Linked DNA regions of Ovis aries: region 1 is linked to region 2. The links are chromatin contacts, called in public Hi-C maps. All regions are on one chromosome and are shown on one strand. The core of a region is the stretch at or near the end of the contact, and the rest is flanking DNA. Distances in the headings are between cores, read along the strand shown. Region 1 has its middle 330 kb from the start of AKR1E2. Region 2 overlaps LOC105611101 (a long non-coding RNA gene).

Region 1 (3,689 bases), core at 66-2,565, 230 kb after region 2:
ATCAAACCAAAACATCCCTCTCTGGGCATTTGAGAGCAGAGTTTCCTTGTCCTGCAACTGAAACAAAGATTCTATTTCTCAGCTTTGAAAACTCCACAGGCCACTCGCTGGCTCACTCACTGGCTTCTGGATAGAACTGCAGGTGCATAACTGGACTGGCTGTGTAGTAACGAAGCATGCACACCCAAACACACACATACAGAGAAGCATGTGCCCACACACCAACACACAATACATACAACCAACACCCAGGCATTCACAGATAAATGCATGTATACACAAACACATATACACATCAAATGCACACACATCGACCCAGTAGATATATATACATCAAATATATATACCCCCCCACACACACAGGAAAACATGTGCTCACACACCTACACACAACCACCCAGGCACACACAGATAAATACATGTATATGCAAACACACATATATACATCAAATACACACGCATGGTCACAATAAATATATATACTCACACATGCACAGGAAAACATGTGCCCACACACCTACATACAATACACACAATCAAACACATGCAGACATACACAACAATACGCATGCCTGAAATCACACACATATACGCATAGTCAAATACATACACATACAGCCATATATACACAAACAAAACATAGACAAGCACACAATCACACATTCACAAAATATGTGCACAGACTTGCACATGTGCACATGCAGACACACGTATGTGTGCATTAGGGAGGCTCCCAGCCTTCTGGGTAGAGAGTTCCAGCCACCCAGATATCTCCTTTCTCTCCTTTCATGGGATAAAAACACAAGATGCAAATAAATATACAAGTACCTCTCAGAGTCGACCTAGTGTGAAAGGGCGTTTTGTCTCACGAGCCTCTGCCTGTGAGACCAGGGCTGATATTCTGATGTAGCCCCCGAAATGCCACGCAGTGACTCTGCAAAACCTAAGCAAGTGTTCCAAGACGTGCCTGGAACAGGCAGGTGAGATCCTATAAAGATAAATATAACGCTCTTCCTGGCACTGGCGGCTTTCACATCTTATCAGACGCCCTGTTGTAGCAACAGTCTCACTCTGTTTTCCCTCCTGCTTCCCCAGAAGATGACTCAACCCGCAGACCCAGAAACCACGGCCCAATTACAGCATTCAGAATGGCTCATGTGGAGCGGCTCTCAGCTCCTCTCCGATTGGATCCTGCCTCTCCGGGCTAAATGCAAGTTAACTGATTCCTAAAAATACCCCCTGACGTGAGTCATCCTCTTGCAAGAGCCCTGGGGAATGTTTTCCAAAGAAACAGTGAGGCCCAGCGAGGAGGGGGTTGCTCCCCAGTGAGTCATGTCAGTGGTGCACAGAGCTGTGTCTCCCCTGTTCCCAGGCTCTGGGCTGGGCCGCCGGGCAATTTGCTGAAATGCAAGCCTGGCAGCAGTTCCAACTCCTCCTCCCACACCCGTTCCCAAAATGAAATGAACCTGGGCCCAAGGAGAGGTGCAGGTCAACAGGATTCCCTTTCTCTCTACGAAGAACAGAGGAATCCCTGTGCCCGGGGCTAGCCGTGCAGCTCTGGGCTGGGTCAGGAAGCCTGTTCTTACTGCGTCCCTTTCCCGATGCAGCACTGAGGGCTAAGATCTGGCTGGCCCCCACCCCATCCAGTCGATGAATGGAGAGGGCGCTGGGGCTGTAGACCCTGCACCGCTCTTACAGACCCTGAGATGGGCAGAGTCTGTGAAGCCAGGACCCCTCTCTGAGCGAAGCAGCTGATCCTCCCATGGCTTGAGGCTTTGCCCTTGCCAACAACTGCTGTTCCTTGTTAGCGGGTCCTAGAATGCACATGAAATCGAAAACATTCACTCAGAGTGGGTTTTCAGATGTAAAAGTGTGTCCTGTGATGGAAAAGAACTTTATAACCTTCCTGAAACGAGGCAGCATGAAAGATCAGTGACCTCACAAGGACACCGATGTTCACCTAGTACGAGTGCCTCTGCGTGCTTCCTGCTACATCGACTTCACAGCAAGCGTAGAGACACCCCGTGCCTGTGCTCCCCCACTGGCCCCGAGACCACCCTCAGGCGGCACGTGCAGGGTGCCACAGCCGCTGCCCTCCAAGTCAAGATGCGATGCCTCAGCTGGACCACAGACAGAATGAGGATGGAGCTCAGCTGTGTGTGGATGCAGCTGAGGACAGCCAGAACTTCTGAAGCTCACAAGGCAGCCCTCTGTGTACAGCCTCCTATTAGGAAATGTGATATTCCTTATCGATCTGGGGCTTGAGTCGGGGGTCGATCTCAGAATGGGAAGGAAGGGAAAGCCAGCTAAACCAACAATCTGAGAAGGCAAGTTATACACACGGAATCCAGACGACACCACAGTGGGTGTCATATTGCCAGCAGGCCTCCAGGCAAACTGATTTAGTTCATTAAAATTAAGATGAATCAAAAGCAACATTTTCACTTCATTCAAAGCATCAAACTATCACAAAATCTGCTGCTCTGTGTGCGTCCTAGGTGATGCCTCCTTTCTGATGTGGCTGGAGAATGAACTAGTCCCCTTCCAGGACTTTCTGGATGAATGAAGTGTCCTCTATGCCAGGACTTTTAAAAAATTTAGCTTACATTTTCATAGTAGTTCTTTAAAAATGGGTATTAAAATTCCCTCTGTTTTCTGTCTTTATCATGTAATTCTATAACATCTGTCCTACCATCAACAGTGTGAAATTAGTACATTAAGAAACCATAAAAATTTGGAATCAGGCTTGGTGAAGTCTGTTTTTTTTTAATTATTTATTTTTCATTGAAGAATAATTGCTTTACAATATTGTGCTGGTTTCTGCCATACATCAACATGAATGGGTCATAGGTACAAATATGTCCCCTCCCTCCTGAATCTCCCTCCCACCTCCACCCCTTACCTTCCTACCCTTCTAGGTAGTTACAGAGCCCCAGTTTGAGTTCCTTGAGTCAGAGTCTGTTGTTTTATTGCGATCTTTCACATTGTGTCCCAGTGATAAATCCAGATTGTGTTTGTGGCAGCGAAGTTCAGACTTGGCTCGACATTCATGTGTGACTCTCCTTCCTCCCCTTATACACTCCATCCCACCCTGGACTCAGGAAGCTTTGCACCTGCCCCATCCATCTTCAGCACCTGCACACACACAGTCATCCAGTGCACCCAGCTCGTGTCTCCACTCAGACACCTGCTCCCACAAATCACATCTCACCTTATGGCTCACTTCTTTTCTGTAAGGTCAGAGCCTCTGTCTGAGAATGCCCTTATCACTTCCTACATCTAGCCCAGGCAGCAGGAGCCTTCTCACAGTCAATAGGAATGTAGTGCAAAAACTCACTTTTCTTTGTGTGTGTGTGTGTGTGTGTGTGTGTGTGTGTGTGTGTGTGTGTGTGTAAGCAGAAGGAGTGGGGTATACTTATATCTGCAAATATTGGAGGTGTGGTGGTGGTGAGTGTATCACGGGCTCTATACTTACTGATTTCAGGTTTGATTAGCAGTTGGGTGGATTGTTATCTGTGTTGAACAAGTGTGGCTCTAGTACAGCTGCCCTTGGAGTTCAGGTGTGTAGAGAGTGGGCATCCACTCTTCCATGGATGGCAAGTAAGTTTCCATGTGTCTGGAAATCCTGGCTCCATGAGGGCCCTTGGCCATATCCAGGCTTCGCTGAGACACAGACTCTTGTCAGCAGT
Region 2 (3,956 bases), core at 282-2,781:
ATTTTTGAATCGTATGTTCTACACATATATGGATTCATTTTAAAGCAATTATCCCAGGTTTTTAAAGCAGATTTAAGAATATGATATGGTATAAAAAAGTCTAGACTAAGTTTTAATAGTTGATGATGAAATCTCATAAAATAACACAACAACCGTTGAGGTTATTAATGCTTGATTTTCATGCCTCATGGTTCAGAATCTGCCATCAGGAAATACTGTGTAAGCCTGTTTGCTTTCAAATTAAATTTTTTCCCTTGTTTTCTTTTCAGTCTATTTGGTTCCCTAACTACCACTGTTGAGGCAGATATTTTAATTTGGTTATGGCCAAGGCAAGGCTGTGTTTATCACATTGCCCACATTTTTCCTTCAGACCAGCACATGTAACTGAATTCTATGGGTGCTATTGAAAGCATGTCTAAGAAAGGCATTGGGCCTCAGTGTCTTTTACTGACTGTAAATAAATTGGTTGTGAGACTGGAGATCTGAGGGCTTTATTATATCAAAGCTGGCTCTGGGAAAATGCTGAATTTCGTAAATAATAACAGCCAAAAGAAACTCAGATGTGCCAACTTCTGAAGCAAATTGGGACTTCGAATAACTTCCAAAGGAAGAAATGCTTTTACCAGCTGTAGAATTAAAATGCAGATGTTAGTCACACTTTGCGCTCTTCATTAAAATAAAACACTGACAAATGCAAAATCATTTGTAAAAGTATGTGTGTGTGTGAGTGCTGTGTCTATTCTGCATGTCCAGCTCTTTGTGACCGAATGGACTGTAGCCCACCAGGCTCCTCTGTCCATGGGGCTCTCCAGGCAAGAACAGTGAAGCGGGTAGCCATTCCCTTCTCCAGGGGATTTTCCCAACCTAGGGGTTGAACCCCCCCATCTCCTGCAGCTCCTGTATTGGCAGGTGGATTCTTTACAGTCTGAGCCACCACATACACACATATATATATACATACTGTGTACTCTTCATATAGAAAACTACATGTATATAAATATATACACAAACATAGACATGCATTTAAAAAGCATAGTACTAGGAAAAATAAGATATATACAAGTGTAGTAAAGTACATATGCAATATAAAAGTACACATGTAACATTAATATTATTAATACATATAGTGTTTTAACACATACAATGTAACATTGTTAATATTAATAGTGTACACTCACTATATAGACTAATATATTTTAAAATATATTCTATATTAATGTATAATCTTCCAATGCACATTGTACTATATACTAGTATGTTTTTAAAAAACCGAAAGAAGCTTAGGTTCTCTGTGTGTCCCTACATGTGACATCCATATTTTTCCTGGTTTCTCTATCTGTGGTCACGGTATTCTTTATCTGAGAACACATTTCTCAGTGCAGTCTGAAGGTCACCAGGCTGGGGATCTCTGAGGAGAGGAAGGACCACAGGATTTTGTGATTTTGTAAACAATCTCCTTGGAGATTCCTACTAAGAGCGGATGAAGGATCACCAGGTACTTACTGAAGGTGAACAGTAGGGGGCAGAGGTGTCCACAATTCTGTTTTGCCAGCTCTGCTGCTCTGAGGCCAGGAACTTTGACTTCAGACTGCTTACCACACAGAGTTTTTAGGTGAAGATTTCTTGTCTGTTCTCTTCCCAGCCTTGAAACAAATAACTTTTTATCTTGGTGAAGGTAATACAAGTTCTCCAAACAAAATTTGAAAAATATCTAAGGTACAAAAATAGAAACAAAACCAAAAATGACCACTGAAATTTCCATCGTCAAAGAATAAATATTCTGATAATATTGTATTAGTTGCCTGTATACTTGTGTGTGTGTATATGTGCACATATGCAAAATTATAGTATGTACATAATGAAGTGAAAGAAAGTGAAATGAAAGTGTTAGTTGCTCAGTTGTGTCCAACTCTTTGCAACCCCGTGGACTGTATACCACCAGGCTCCTCTGTCCATGGAATTCTCCAGGCAAGAATACTGGAGTGGGTTGCCATTTCCTTCTCCAGGGAATCTTCCTGACCCAGGGATCGAACCTGGGTCTCCTTCATTGCAAGCAGATTCTTTACCGTCTAAGTCACCAGGGAAGCTTATGTACATAATACATACAATAACATATCAAATTACATTTTATATATCCTATTTATATCATATTGTATATATCATATTCATTCACACACATACAGTTTTCAAAAATACAGATTGCTCTGAAATACTCAATTACATTTTGTTTCCTTTCTCATCTAATCTGTGTCTGGGTGGCCAACAGATAAAATTCCTTACAAAATATACCAGGCTAAGCACTCAACCAAAGGAGTTCAATACTGTAGTGGCCTCAGGTTACATGAAGGAAAAAGAAGATGTATTTCCCTTTTCTTTTTTTCAGCACGTCTGGGTCACAGAGACCCAGGCACCAGTTCATTACAAACTCACGTTCTATTATATTTGTTGCAAAAAGCCTCAAGTTGCTTGAGAATGTCAAAATCTTAACACACTCTATTGTCTGCGAGCTCTGGTGTGATGTTCACTACTCTTGTATGAATTTTGTGCCTTAGAAATGTCTGTCTTGGATATTCTACCCTCTTGAAGACATGTTTCCTTCAGGTTTTACTTGAAATATTTTTTATTTTTTTTTTGTTCCCTATTGGGTAACTAGGAAAGCTTGACTAATATAATTGTTTAGACTGCCAGGAGTCAACAGTCAGAAATTAGATCAGCTAAACTGACTCTTTCCCTTAATAAATATTTAGTGAAATCCTACTACCATCTGACTCGTGGACGAATGTTAAACAAGGTGGACTCTGCCAATGTTCTAGCCTCTGCCTGAAATGCCAGTCATGGCAACAAAGTGGTGTTTTTCTCCATAACTTTTATGTACGCTAAGAAAAACCTTATTCTGAGTGTTACTGACTTAGGGACACAAGCCTTTGAGAATTTGCAGGTCTACAGGGAGGCTGGGAGTGTAGTTAGTCCCAGGGTTACACCTCAGAGTACCTGCCTTGTGCTCTTGGGGCCTACTGAAGTGTTGTAAGGCCTTCCCATAAACACTGAGCCAATTAATTTAATCAAATTAACTTAATTCAGTTAACATCAGATTCTGTGAGAGAATTTGTTAAATATTCTTGTGGATTAAAAAAGATCTTCTCATTCAAGACATGTTACTGGAAATCAGATATCCATGTGCAAAAAGTAAACAGCATTAGGAAATAAATCTTACTTTATGTGGCACTGCATGTAAAAAAGCAAAACTTTAAAAATGTAGAAGAAAAATATGCAAGTCTCTTTATGTCCAGAAGGGAAAAAACAATTACTTAAACCAACTGTAAAGGAAAAAAAAATGAATGCAGTCAATTTATCAATAAACAAAAATTAGTATATTAAATGGGCTTCCCTTGTGGCTCAGATGGTAAAGAACCCATCTGCCAATGCAGGAGATGGAAGAGATTCGGGTTCAATCCCTGGGTCAGGAAGATCCCCTGGAGAAGGAAATGGCAACCCACTCCAGTATTCTTGCCTGGGAAGTCCCATATGGATAGAGGAGCCTGACAGGCTACAGTCCACAGGGTCACAAAGAGTCGGACACGACCGAGCAACTGAACAACAACAGCAATATATTAAATATTTGATTAAAAGTCCCCAAATAACAAGCCACAAATGGGAAGAATCAATAGATTGACAGTGCATGTAATCTCTAAATAAAACTAGCAGTCAAACTACTTGAAGTTCTCTAACACAGTTCTTAGAAAAAGAACGGGAAAGGGGGGAAAAAGTGAAGAATAAGAAGAGCAATTCACGGAAGAATTTTTATCAGTCAATAAAGTGATGCAGAAGTGTTAAAATAGTGAAAAAAGTGGAAATAAACTGAGTGTTGATTAGCAGAATAGATGAATATAGTTTTGTATTTGTAAACTATATTATTTCCTGAATTTTTGTGTTGCTGAAATTGTTTATTAAAATAG

The links. A called contact is a pair of places that touch in the nucleus more often than the background predicts.
Region 1: a Hi-C map of muscle shows a contact between it and region 2, with 4 times the contacts expected there. The contact joins two enhancer-like sites. A contact is called at or near these places in 3 of 16 Hi-C or Micro-C datasets (muscle, omental adipose tissue and tail adipose tissue).

Annotation. Positions count from the first base shown.
Region 1 is chr13:43,810,581-43,814,269 of ARS-UI_Ramb_v3.0, forward strand. No RefSeq gene overlaps it. Among named protein-coding and RNA genes, the nearest start is that of AKR1E2, 330 kb to the left of the region's middle. Within about 2 kb of position 1,316, at least 40 of the 54 cell types and tissues checked have an H3K27ac peak or open chromatin away from gene starts, as enhancers often do. A contact at or near this core is called in muscle, where this site is marked.
Region 2 is chr13:43,584,745-43,588,700 of ARS-UI_Ramb_v3.0, forward strand. All of the region lies in intron 1 of LOC105611101 (a long non-coding RNA gene), which reads left to right. Among named protein-coding and RNA genes, the nearest start is that of AKR1E2, 99 kb to the left of the region's middle. Within about 2 kb of position 1,532, at least 12 of the 54 cell types and tissues checked have an H3K27ac peak or open chromatin away from gene starts, as enhancers often do. A contact at or near this core is called in muscle, where this site is marked.